Linked DNA regions of Mus musculus: region 2 is linked to region 1. Evidence: chromatin contacts called from public HiChIP or PLAC-seq data. All regions are on one chromosome and are shown on one strand. The core of a region is the stretch at or near the end of the contact, and the rest is flanking DNA. Distances in the headings are between cores, read along the strand shown. Region 1 holds the start of Mpp5 (membrane protein, palmitoylated 5 (MAGUK p55 subfamily member 5)). Region 2 has its middle 98 kb from the start of Gm6657.

Evidence for each region. HiChIP or PLAC-seq counts read pairs in DNA pulled down with a chosen protein or histone mark.
Region 2: a contact with region 1 is called in an H3K4me3 HiChIP or PLAC-seq map of neural progenitor cells, with 6 times the contacts expected there. The contact joins the enhancer-like site here to the promoter of Mpp5 in region 1. A contact is called at or near these places in 3 of 39 promoter capture datasets (embryonic stem cells, hippocampal neurons and stem cell-derived epiblast-like cells) and 10 of 115 datasets of contacts at active chromatin or transcription factors (bone marrow-derived macrophages, cardiomyocytes, embryonic midbrain and 5 more).

What each region holds. Positions count from the first base shown.
Region 1 is chr12:78,745,712-78,751,608 of GRCm38.p6, forward strand. Mpp5 (membrane protein, palmitoylated 5 (MAGUK p55 subfamily member 5)) reads left to right here and starts at 3,236. Exons shown (of 15, transcript NM_019579.3): 1 at 3,236-3,395.
Region 2 is chr12:78,095,842-78,101,907 of GRCm38.p6, forward strand. No RefSeq gene overlaps it. Among named protein-coding and RNA genes, the nearest start is that of Gm6657, 98 kb to the right of the region's middle. Within about 2 kb of position 4,185, at least 35 of the 459 cell types and tissues checked have an H3K27ac peak or open chromatin away from gene starts, as enhancers often do. A contact at or near this core is called in hippocampal neurons, neural progenitor cells and stem cell-derived neural progenitor cells, where this site is marked.

The DNA of each region.
Region 1 (5,897 bases), core at 1,986-4,485:
TAATGCAGTCTGTTTTTTAATTTTAAATTTAGTTAAAAATTTAATTTATGAAAATGGCATATATTTGTGATGTTTAACATGTTTTCAAATGTGTGTATATTTGAAGAAGGGCCAAACTGATCTAATTAACTTTTCTTAATATGCTTAGTTTTTGTGGTAAGAACCTTAAAATTTACTCTGTTTTTCAAGTATGCCATACATGATTAAGGATAGTCACTATTTTGTGCAACAGAGCTCTTAAACTTATTTCTCCAATCTATCAAATTTTGTAGCCTTTAATAAAAATCTCAACTCCTACCTATTTTCCCATTATTGCGGTATTCTGACTAGTTTATTCTTTGTCCTTGTCCTTACCTCCAATTAGCTAGTAAAGGTCCTCTTGCCATGAACTTTATCTTTCTTTGATTCTTTAATTTCATTTTCCATACTTTTTTTACTGTTTGTATTTACCTTGTCTCTTTATTGTGAATTCCTCCAGGACAGAGTCTATCAGCTGTTTCAACTCCTATAGCACAATGCTATTCTGAATGTTCCCCCAAATTTAAAGCAGCATGGCGTTCTACTACTTTAATACATCGGTGGGTGATATAAGCAGATATCAAGACAAAGAAGGAGGAAGAACGTGTCCTATGGTTGTTCTTCTTCTTACAGTTGGTTTTACAGTTTGGCTTTCTCTATTCATCCGTAATGTTTAGTTACAAATCAGCCAGGGTGACTCAGCAGGTGGACTGCCTTCTGACAAGGACGAACAGTTAGTTCTTCAAACAGGAGGTTTTAAAATAAATTACTGATTACTATTTTATTCCACTTTGGGATGAATGTTATATTGTCTTAACTCCCGTACTACCCATGTTAGACTCCATTTGCAGAAGCTCCCAGTCATAAAATCAGAAACAAAAGCCCTCTTAAGTTACAAATGAGAAAATTTAAGTCCAGGAAGGCTTGTTGCACATCCACATAATAGCACTCTCATCACTTTGCCTGCAGTTTTTATACTTTCTGCTCTTTCAGGTACCCATTTTTGCATACAAGGCCAGTAATTAGTGTGATATTGGGGTTCTGGAAAATGTTCTATTTACCAAAGAATAGGTTTCATATTTGCCACAATCTTCTCTTTTTAAAAATAAAAAGTTTATATTCTATACTTAGGATATAAAATAATAAAAATTTCCTGTACTTTATAAAGGAATCTCCCATATTTCCAGAGTAGCAGCTGCCCCATTGCTTCACACTAATAGTGATTGATCATTTTATCAGAGTGGAGCCTACAAGAGGAAAACCTAAGCAACTGGGGAAGCAAGGCAAGGTAGTTACCCGGCAGGGGTGTTCATTAGGGAAGAAATGTTTTGGAAAGCTGTCTGGATGGGGCTATTGGAAGGTATGAAGAGAAATGCTTTCTAGGAGCCTGGAAAGATAAGTGTTAAGAATGTTTGGTGCTCTTGAGGAGGAAATGGGTTCAGTTCCTAGCACCCAAATGGTGAATTGTAATTGTCTGCAGTCTGAGACTCAGGGAATCCAAAGATCTCTGCCTCACCAAACACCAGGCAATAGGTAACACATACACATAAATGCAGGCAAATATGCATATACACAAAATAAAAAACAAATACATCTTTTAAAAAAGAACACCCTCCCACCCTTTGGCTATATCTGTAAACATCTTTTGTCACTTTTGGAAAGGGAGATGTGCCTGGAATCTAAGGGACAGAAACTATTTTGTCAAACACATTATCATGCACAGAACAGTCCTCACAACAAGAGTAAGCTAGCTTTATGTCAACATTTCCAAAAAGGGGGTGGGGTGGGGGAACCACTTTTTAAAAAAGGAACTAGAGTACTTGTTACCTAATGTCTTATGCATTAAAAAAAAAAAAGGTAGAAAGGAATGTCAACACTCACTAACCTTTTGTGTGTGGCTAACAGTGTCTAGGAATTCTGGAGACAGTCCACTTGCAGTTCACAAATTCTCACTTCTTTGTGAAGATGAACTAAGCAGACAGTTCAGTTACATATATTTGGAAGTTGTCCGTCTGTACTCAAAGTCCACTGAGGTATGTTTGACAGAAGGAAAGAGGTCTTTAGTGGTATGTAAAAAAGTCCTGTCCTTGGCTCTGCCTTACTAACACCAATAAACAACGTTAAGTACTTAATAAAATGTCAGTAAGATTTGAATTTGATGATCCAGGAAGAGAAGGATTTCGCCCTCCCCCCACCCCCCAAAAAAAGTTGTGCTTACTTCAGAGGGCATAGTATTCCTTGGGGACACTAACAACCCATAAGAGGAAAAAGGTAGGTAGGAGCCTGGGTATATTGGGAATGGTGCTTAAAAACCACGGTGGGAGGAAATAAAGACATGATTAATTGCATATACGAAGGCACAGAGGGACAGTTGTCTACGACATGTGCCCCTGAGAAAACTCAACAGGCTGAAGCAATGGATTTAGGTCCAGCAGAAGAGGTTTCTACATAGAACATATTTCTGTTTGCTCCAAATCCAGTTCCTCGCGCACACTTTCATAGCACTTTCCGTGCCCACCCTTCCCAGATGGTGGCATAGGTGTGTCCTGACAGCATGGACTCGCGCTGGGACTAGCCTAAGTAACTCCCAATCCTCTCCGGAGAATTCTGTGACAACTGTGGCCTTTGACATCCTTCCTGGTTTTCAGAAAGGAGTCGTCTGTGGAATCAGGGAATTGTGTGGAACTTTATACACAACCAGGTGTTGGCGTCACGGTTGTTTTGAGCATTAGCATTTTTGATGTGCCTGACAGGACAACAGGGGTCTCTTCCAAGGGAATCGGATTTTTCTCAGGAGATGACCGCTTCCCAGGCCCCGTCGAGCCTTAGCGGCTTCCGAGTCCGTCTCAGGGAAGCACGGCGACCCCACACAGAGGCGAGGAGGTGGGCTGAGGCAGCGAAGCGACTCAGCGGTTAGAACGAACGCTTCGCAGTTCGAGGCGGGTGAGTGCGCGCGGCCGAGCCCCCGGGAGGCGGGGGGGGGGAAGAGCGGACCAATCAGCGGGCCCTCTCCCCACGCGCGCTCAGGATTGGACGATCCGTTCCAGCCTCTCTCCGGGCCGTGGGCGGGCCGCGCCAGGAACGGCCTGGGATAGGCGCGCCCGCTGCGCCAGCGTCCCAGGGGCGCGTGCGCGGTCTCGCGTCAGCCGCGGGGGCCGGTCTCGCGCGGCCTCGAGGAGGAGTTGCTGGCGACGGCGGCGACGGAGGAGGCTGGCGGTGAGGAGGGGGCGGGGACTGGAGACTCCGAGGTGGGAGGAATCGGGAGTTTCTGGATTCTTTATCCAGTGTTTTGAGGGCCGCCAGACGGAGGGCTGTTGCTTGGGCTGCGTTGAGGAGCGAGGGAGGGAGAGAGGATCGGCGGCCGCCGGGGCTTGGAGGTAAGGGGCGGACCCGCAGCGCCCGGGCTGTGGCGATCTTAATCAACAGGTTCCCGGGAGCGCGGCGGGGGAGGGGCGGCGGGGCTCGCACCCCCTCCCAGACCCGCCGCACCGCCAGGGTTCCCTGGGGAGAGCCCCAGGCTGAGCCGGGCGCCGCGGTGGCAGCCCAACCTTTGTCCCTCGGAGGGACGCTCCCCGCGCGATGCCGGTTGGTTCCCTGGGCCGGGGGGTGGGGGTGGGGGGGACGCACCTTGGCGCGGTGGCGGGCCACCCCGCCGGACTTGCCGGGGGCACGGCAGGGAGTCGTCTCGCTGCGCCCAGGCCCGGAGTTCGCGAGTCTCTGGGACTCTTCCCTCACCCCACCCCTGGCCGGATCGGGGAACCAGCCTGGGAAACACTTTCCCGTGGAAGACGGAATGCAGCCAGCGTTCCGGTGCCTGAGTCAGCCCCTGGTGTTCTGCTACTCATTGCGTTCTGCGGATAAACAGTTCCTGCTTCCTTGTGACCACTGCTAAAGAGTAGTGCGTTCTCAGAACTTAGACGGAGATTGTCCGGTGAACTTTGAAGCCTGTAAATGCTTGGTAGAGCTACTTTCAATGAATGCCGCTCGGAACGATCCTTATTGTAAATTACGTAACTGACTAAGGATAGCTCTCTCCTTCTGTCCAGCTGACTGACACACAGTAATGTGTGTGGAATTTAGATTCGGCCGAAAAGTTTTCCATGACACTTTACTCTAAAATGAATGCAGCACCTACGAGGGTTTTTACTTAGTGTGTTGTGTCTAATTTAGAGTTTCAAGAGTTTAAATTCTGAAAGCCAGTGTAGCAAGAATTCTAAAGTTTTGATTTAGCGGATAAGGTGGAAGGTATTTCTGGTTTTAATAAGGCACTGTAATGTTTTAATGATACTATTCTAATTATCCTTTTAAATTATGCCAGAAATTAATAACTTGTTAACTTTTGCAACAGTAACAAATTATGTGGTGTGCTGGTGTCTTTGAAGTATAGGTATTGGTGGGAATGAACACTATCCTTTCTTGACGAGCTGTTTCTATAGTATTTCTGTGGACACGATTTCTTGTTTTAAAGATCATTCTAAACTGTAATAGCAGGCTTACATTAAAATTTAAAGAGCTTTATAAGTAAAAAAGACAAAGATATCAAAAGAGATTCATAATCTTTTTTTTTGGGGGGGGGGCGTCGAGAAAGGGTTTCTCTGTATAGCCCTGGCTGTCCTGGAACTCACTTTGTAGACCAGGCTGGCCTCGAACTCAGAAATCCGCCTGCCTCTGCCTCCTGAGTGCTGGGACTAAAGGTGTGCGCCACCACACCCAGCGTTTCATAATCTTTTAAAAATTGAGTAAATTTGCCACGAATGACTAAAAGTCATCACCTTGAATTTGACAAATAATGGTGGACTCCTTAGTGATTTTATACACACACACACACACACACACATACACATATATAAATATAATGTTAAAATAGATGAGAGACTTAATATAATTCTACCTAAGGGTCATCCAAAGTGGTACAGTGACTTAGCTATGCATGTCGACTTCGGAATTGTAATTTTTTTGAAAAAAGATTTTATTTATATGTTCATGGGGGTGGGATATTGACACATATATGCATGTGCCAGTGGCAGCTGAAGGCATTGAATTCCCCTAGAACTAGAGTTACAGGCTCTCGGGGACCACCCATTGTGGGTGCTGGGAGCTTAACTTGGTTCCTCAGCAAGAGCTCTTTAATGCTGAGCCCTCCATCTAGGCTACTGTATTGTGGTCTGATTAAAAAGCTCAGACTCACTACCTATAGTCCCCTACCTATGTAAACAAAAGCCAAATCTGCTTTCTGTCATGTCATGTCTAAAATACTTCTGTTCTTTGTTTAAGATACTGTGTAGACCAGAGTTCTGAGCCACTGTTTGGTGTTCTCTTCTGTTGAGGTTTCTCCTGTAATGTGTGCACAGCATGCATTAATAAACTCACATAATTGAGAATAACCTCCTTGAAGTCCTTTGATGGATCTTGTATGTTAATCACAAACAAACTACCTTCATATTAACATTTACACTCAAATTGGACTGGTGAGCACTGTAGTCTTACAAAGTTAACACACATTTAAATGTCACAATCATCAGACTTTCAAAAAATTTAAGATGACAATATTTAGCATATTCTTTTAACTTTTCCACAGGTAAAATTCATGCTTTCTTTTCATATGTTACCGTGTACAATATTTTGGAAATGTTTTGGGAAAAAATTGTTCTGACTTACGTATATTAATGTGACCTATTAATTCTCTGATGTTTTGCTGATTTTGGAGTGTTTATTATACACTTAGTAAATTACAGGATCATTAAGTTGGAAGTCATCTTATGTATGTACAGAACATTTTTAGGTCTCAGGGACAAGTTAGGGTTGTAGAAGAGGTGATGAGTGTGAAGTAAATACTTCACACTTGTTTTGGTATTCTACTTTTAGTGGTGTTCTCATTG
Region 2 (6,066 bases), core at 2,935-5,434, 650 kb before region 1:
TCAAAAAAGATAAGAGTTTCTCACTGGCAGGGAAGTAGGATCCTGTCAGGATCTTCCATATCTGTCCTTTCTCTCCATTTCCACATCAAGGTCATCCCGCTGTCCCTCATATAAAAATCATTCTAGGCTGGGGAGAGGGCTACAAAGCATTTACTTCACAGACCCCCCAGAACTCAGAAAGAGAGCCAGGTGCACTGGTGCATGCCTGTAATCCTGAGGGCTGCTATACTGGAATCGGAGAGAGCTGGGTATCTGTAGATTTGCAAGCTGGCTGGCAAGCTAGCCTGGCCTAGCTGACAAAATGCCAGGCCACCAATAAACTGTCACCTGAGGATGGACACCAAAGATTTTTCTCTGATTTTTACATGTATTCACTGTTCTCTCTCTCTCTCTCTCTCTCTCTCTCTCTCTCTCTCTCTCTCTCTCTCTGTCACACACACACACACACACACACACACACACATTGTGAAAGGAAAATCTTGGGCCAGCATTATGATTCAATGGATGAGACCGATGTTTCATCTCAAGACCCCACCATAGAAGCAGATAACTCACTCTCAACAGCTGTCCTCAGATATCCACGTGTGTGCTACAACACATTTGGACACACACACATACAATAATAGTAAATGTGCCTTTTAATTTTAAAGAAAAAAATCCTTTTTAGAATCTTATGCCCCTTCCACCTTCCCACTAGGATATCTAAACTATCATGAACATTCTAGAACAATCCTCCTGGAATGAAAATAAAGCCTTTAATGCTGTCCAGGTGCCACAACCAGTGCAGCCCTCTTGCATCATGGCACACCAGACCCTATAGACCAGTCTCAAGTTACTTGTTTTAACCTTAATTTTTACTATTTCCAGATTCTTCACTTTGGTAGTATAAGGGATTTTGTTTACCCCTGTAGATTAAACTCCTTCCTATATAGTATCTTTGTGCTTGCACATACTCCTAAAATTCCCTCCTCTTAACCCCTCTGGTCAAAGGTATTGCCATGTTAATTTCCCAGGAGTAATTAGATTCATGGAACATTGCTGGTTAACATAATCCCGTTTCCTAGTATCCCTGGCAACATCTGAAATATAGGACAGACATGCTAGAACAAGACAGTATTAATGAAATACACAGCCATATAACACTTATATTGAACACCACATGCATAGCAGCATAGAGATAATTCCTGGAAGACCTTGCTCAGCACAAGCCCTTCAGCCTTTTTTTTTTTTTTTTTTTTGCATTCTCAGCGGGAAAGTAGTTTGAAAACAATCTTGCACCTTCTCAGGAGTTGTCTTGACTACATGAATAGAATCTCAAAGGTTCCCAGGAAAATCCTCTGGTGCATTGAAAGAACCTTTCTTCTCTGTCAGATCAATCCTACAGTGACTAAGTTTATTGCCTTCCTGGAAGTCACAGGCTACCCAGTGTACCAAGAGCACTGGAAGCAAAGTACAGAGATTGATGCATCCAACGGTATCACCAGTGGGAGGGCTGCCATCATGCTATTCCCCTGCTCTATAGTTTGGCCAGACTGAGTTGCCAGGTCCAGTTAGTTCTCCAGAGGCCTCTCTGCCCACACAATCAGCCAGATTCTATCTCCTCTATGCTACCTCCCTGGTTTACTGAGTTTGATGACATATATTCTTGGGATCCAAAATCAAGACTTACATTCAAGTTCTAACTTAGCTACTTTCAAGCTGAGATATTTAAACCTCTGTTATGCCACAAGTGAATGGAAATGAAAATCTCTACACAGCCAAGAAACGAGAGCTTAAAGAGAGTAATGTGAAGCACACTGGCAACTTCAAAGTGGCATATGCAAGTAAAATGTCACATATTTCTGCACGCAGTCAACAGTAGTCACACACACACACACACACACACACACACACATGGAGTTCATTCTTCCAGTGTATGAACAAACCTGAAACCCTAAGAGAAAGAAGACCCTCACCAACCTCAGCTCACTTCCTTAGCATCATCAAGCTACAGAATAAGAGCAGTTCTCAGGCTCTAGCTGAATGCCATCTGGTGGACATAAAGCTCTGTGAGAGGAGACTATTGCAGATACAAGTGGCTTCTAAGATCCCAGCCCGGCAGTGTTGTCGGTACACAAGGCAGGCTTTAGTTTTAGGAGGATACAAAGTGTGGCCACAAGGCAGGCTTTAGTTTTAGGAGGATACAAAGTGTGGCCACAAGGCAGGCTTTAGTTTTAGGAGGATACAATGTGTGGCCACCTGGAAGGTACAACACAGAGACTCTCAAGAAAGATCCTAGATGGTGTTGATGCTATCCCCACCCCCATCACACCCACATTTTCTTCATTAGAATTTTTTTCAAGCATCAGAGGTTTCTTTAATCTTCAAACATCTTTTATTAAAACTAAAAGGCTTGTGGCAAACAAGCCCTCAGATCTCTCATCTCGTAGCTTTAGCTAAGGTTTTCTGGAGGTAAATAGAGAATAATTTCTTTGGGGATAGAAATCAGGGAGGGCAGGGAATCTTTGGACAGTCTTGACAGGAGGAGACTGGTTGAGCCCAGGACAAACTCCATAGGCACTTCCACTTTGCTTTTATCCAGACCTTGTGAATAAGAAGCTGTTTAGCTGACTTTTTGTTTTGTTTTGAGACAAGGTCCCCTTCTGTAGCCCAGATTGGCCTGGAGCTTAATATGTAACCTAGGCTAGCCTACAACTCACGATTTAAACCAAGACGGTCCTGAACTTTTGATTCTCCTGCCTCAGTTTCCCAAGTATTAGCATTATTGGTGTGTGTTGCCAAGCCCAGGTTGTGAATAGAAAGAACTGTATCCTGAAACTTACAATGAGCTTGAATGGCCGATAAAGCCCATAATTTAAGCGAAAGCGGCAGGCATGCGTATATTTTACATTTTATATATATCTCTGAGGCCATCTCAGCACACACGAGGCAGGGAGTCAGGGGGCGGATAAGAGGGGACTGCTTCGTGGTTTGAGTCCAAAGCAGATGGGGCTTCCTGCCAATAGCCCTGGCTTGCAGCACAGAATTGGAGGCCTGCCTCTTCGGAAGTGTGGCAGAGCCCTGCTTCACTGTGTCTGTTCCTCTTCAACACACTTCCTTCTCCATCTACAGTATTTAGAAATATGAGAGACGACGCTGGGAAGAACACAAAGGCTTTTGCAAACTGTCTCTGGCTTCATTTTCAAAGCTGTCGCTATCAGGATTGGATTTAGCAACTTGGCATTCGCTGGGCAGGACCACCCCTGTTGGCAGCCATCTGGAGTGTCTTGGAGGATTTTTAAAGAGGCATCGCTTGGAGAACATTTTGTAGTGGAAAAGTGTTGGTGTTTAATCCAGGGAGCTTGGGTCTGAGCTCAGTACTAGCAGTTACTAAGTGACTTGGGAGACACGCTAGCATCCCTTGGACCTGCTTCTTTACCAGTTATGTGATCTGGTAATTCCTTAAGGCTTAATAGTAAGATTTAAAAATCTAGGCAGACTCCCGAAGTGTTATCGCTGGGCAGCAGTATCAGGTTACCTGGAAACATAATTAGGAATATACACTTTCACTCCCCACCCACACCTCTCATGAGTTAGAAATTCTGGAAGGTAAAGTGCTCCAATGTGCATTTAAGAAACCCTCCAGCTAATTTTGGTCAAGTTTGAAACCCACTGATATTTCCTTGTGCTGCTTCCTCTGAGTATCTGAGACACGATGAATAGCAATAGGTCAAAAGTGTTCTAGGGACCAACTTGAAAAAGCCAGTAGGAAGCCAACGTGAGTCAAATCAGAGTGTGGACTGGGGTCCAGAGCACGAGAAGTCTGTGTCACTTCCCAAAGCCTTTCATAGCCAACGTTCCAAGACTACAAATGGGCGTCTTCGTGATCTGGTACTCACTGATGTCCACATCAGAAGTGAGGAAAACAAAAGTGTCTTTTGCTGATAATGCCAACATATCTTGACCATTTTTGTCTCGACTCCCCATAGATGTCCGTCATTAACCATCTTCACTGTAGCTTTTTGTTTTTCTCTACCTTTTCTGACAACTCTTCATTTTCTCTAAGTTATCAGGGACAACCTGCAAGTGTGGCGTTGAGTTCCACATGGGAACCATGGTTTCCTAGCAACAGCCAGAGCCTGCTGGGCCATTCTGTGAGTCACCAGCTTGGGGCAGCTCTTGATAAGCAGCATGGCTTACAGAGGATCCTTTGTGGGCACCACACTGGAGTCTGCCAGGCCATGTGTCCTTCACAGGACGACAGTGTCCATAGAGAAACAGGTCACAGATAGGACACAGAGAATGACAAGAGAGTTCTCTCCATTCCAGGCTGAATGGATCTTGCTTTTGACTACTCTTTGGGGGAGTGTTGAGGAAAGATGGGAGGAATCACAGAGGGATGGAGGGGCTCATTTTTCAACATCCATCCCCTGGGCACCCACAGTAGATCTTTAACTAGATATTGGAGCTGCAAATGTAGAGACAGGTCCTTGCCCTCAGGAAGTGTAGATTTTAATGGGGAAAAGAGACTGGTAAATTAAATCTACTGATAGATGAGATGCATACCATATAGGAGAAATGATTCATATGTTATTAATATTGATTCCATGACACAGTGTAATTTCCAGACCTCATGAATTGTAATAAGCCTGCTTCCAATTTTATAATTTTTTCTGTTTCACTAAAAAAAAAAAAAATCATCCTCATAATGGGTATTTCCAAGTGATTTAAGTCACACACAGCATGGCTCTTACAATGGATTTGATCTAATATCTGTGACCATATTAGCATTTAGTTCTCTTGTAAAAAAATTTTTTTAATTTACTTACAGGGGTTAGCTTGACTGCCACCGCATGAGCAGATTTGCAGGATGGGGTTCCCCCTTTTCACCACGTGAATCCAGGGAGTAACCTCAGTTGTCAGGCTTGGCAGCAAAGTGGCTTTGGCCATCTCTTAGCTAGCATTTACTTCTCAATGCTTTATATTTAGTTTTTCTTTTCTTTCTTGGTTTTTCAAACTGTCTCTGACTTCATTTTCAAAGCTGTTATCAGTGTGTGTGTGTGTGTGTGTGTGTGTGTGCATGTGTGCCATTGTACACATGTGGAAGCTAGAGAACAATTTACCAGAGTCTGTTTTCACCTCCCACCACGCAGGTTCTGGGGAGTCCAACTCAGGTCACCAGGCTTGGCACCGCGTGCTTTTGCCCTCTGAGCCATCTCCATAGTCTTTGACTCTTTTTTTTAATGATGAGATTTTTCTCTAGTTTTTGTCCTTTATTGATCTTTTTGAAATGGGACCTTGGTGAATTTATCAGTTCCCCTCTTCTTTTAAACATATTGATCTCTGTTTTGTGTTTATTGATTCTTCTCTCTTGCTTTCCTAAAGTTATATTTTTTTATGCCCTCTTGAGTGGGAGCCATCACAGACTCCATCTACTCTCGTGTTTCTTGTGGAGCAACAGAAGCACTCACAGTTGTGGATATCTGCTGTCATGTGTCTTAATGAGAACTATGGCTGAATGTCCTTATTTACTCTTGTTGGCTTGATCTATCTAAGGGATTAATTAAGGTCACCTCTACTGATACTGAATTTCTCTTTATAGTTGCAAAATAATTGAATTCTACATTATGAATTGCACCTGTTGGCAATAAGAGAGGAAGGGAGGGTGGGCGGTCTGGTGGAAGGGAGGAGGCAAATGAAACTCTTTGCATCTTGTTTGTTTGTTTGTTTTTGTTTTTCGAGACAAGGTTTCTCTGTGTTGCCCTGGCTGTCCTGGAACTCACTCTGTAGACCAGGCTGGCCTTGAACTCAGAAATCAGCCTGCCTCTGCCTCCCAAGTGCTAGGATTAAAGGCATGCGCCACCACAGCCCAGCCTTGCATCCTGTTTAATGCTCTGCACCTTGAATTCTATGCCATCATCCGATATTAATTTTGTTGCGCGTGTGGTCTCCTTCCCCCATCTTACATAGAAACATGCTTTGTTTTTGACCCAATGCACGTGTTCCTGAATCTCTTCTTCCCTCCTACTAATACCTTGTTCTCCTCTGGCCAGTTTTACATCTGAGAGCGCCCCCCACAGACTGAAT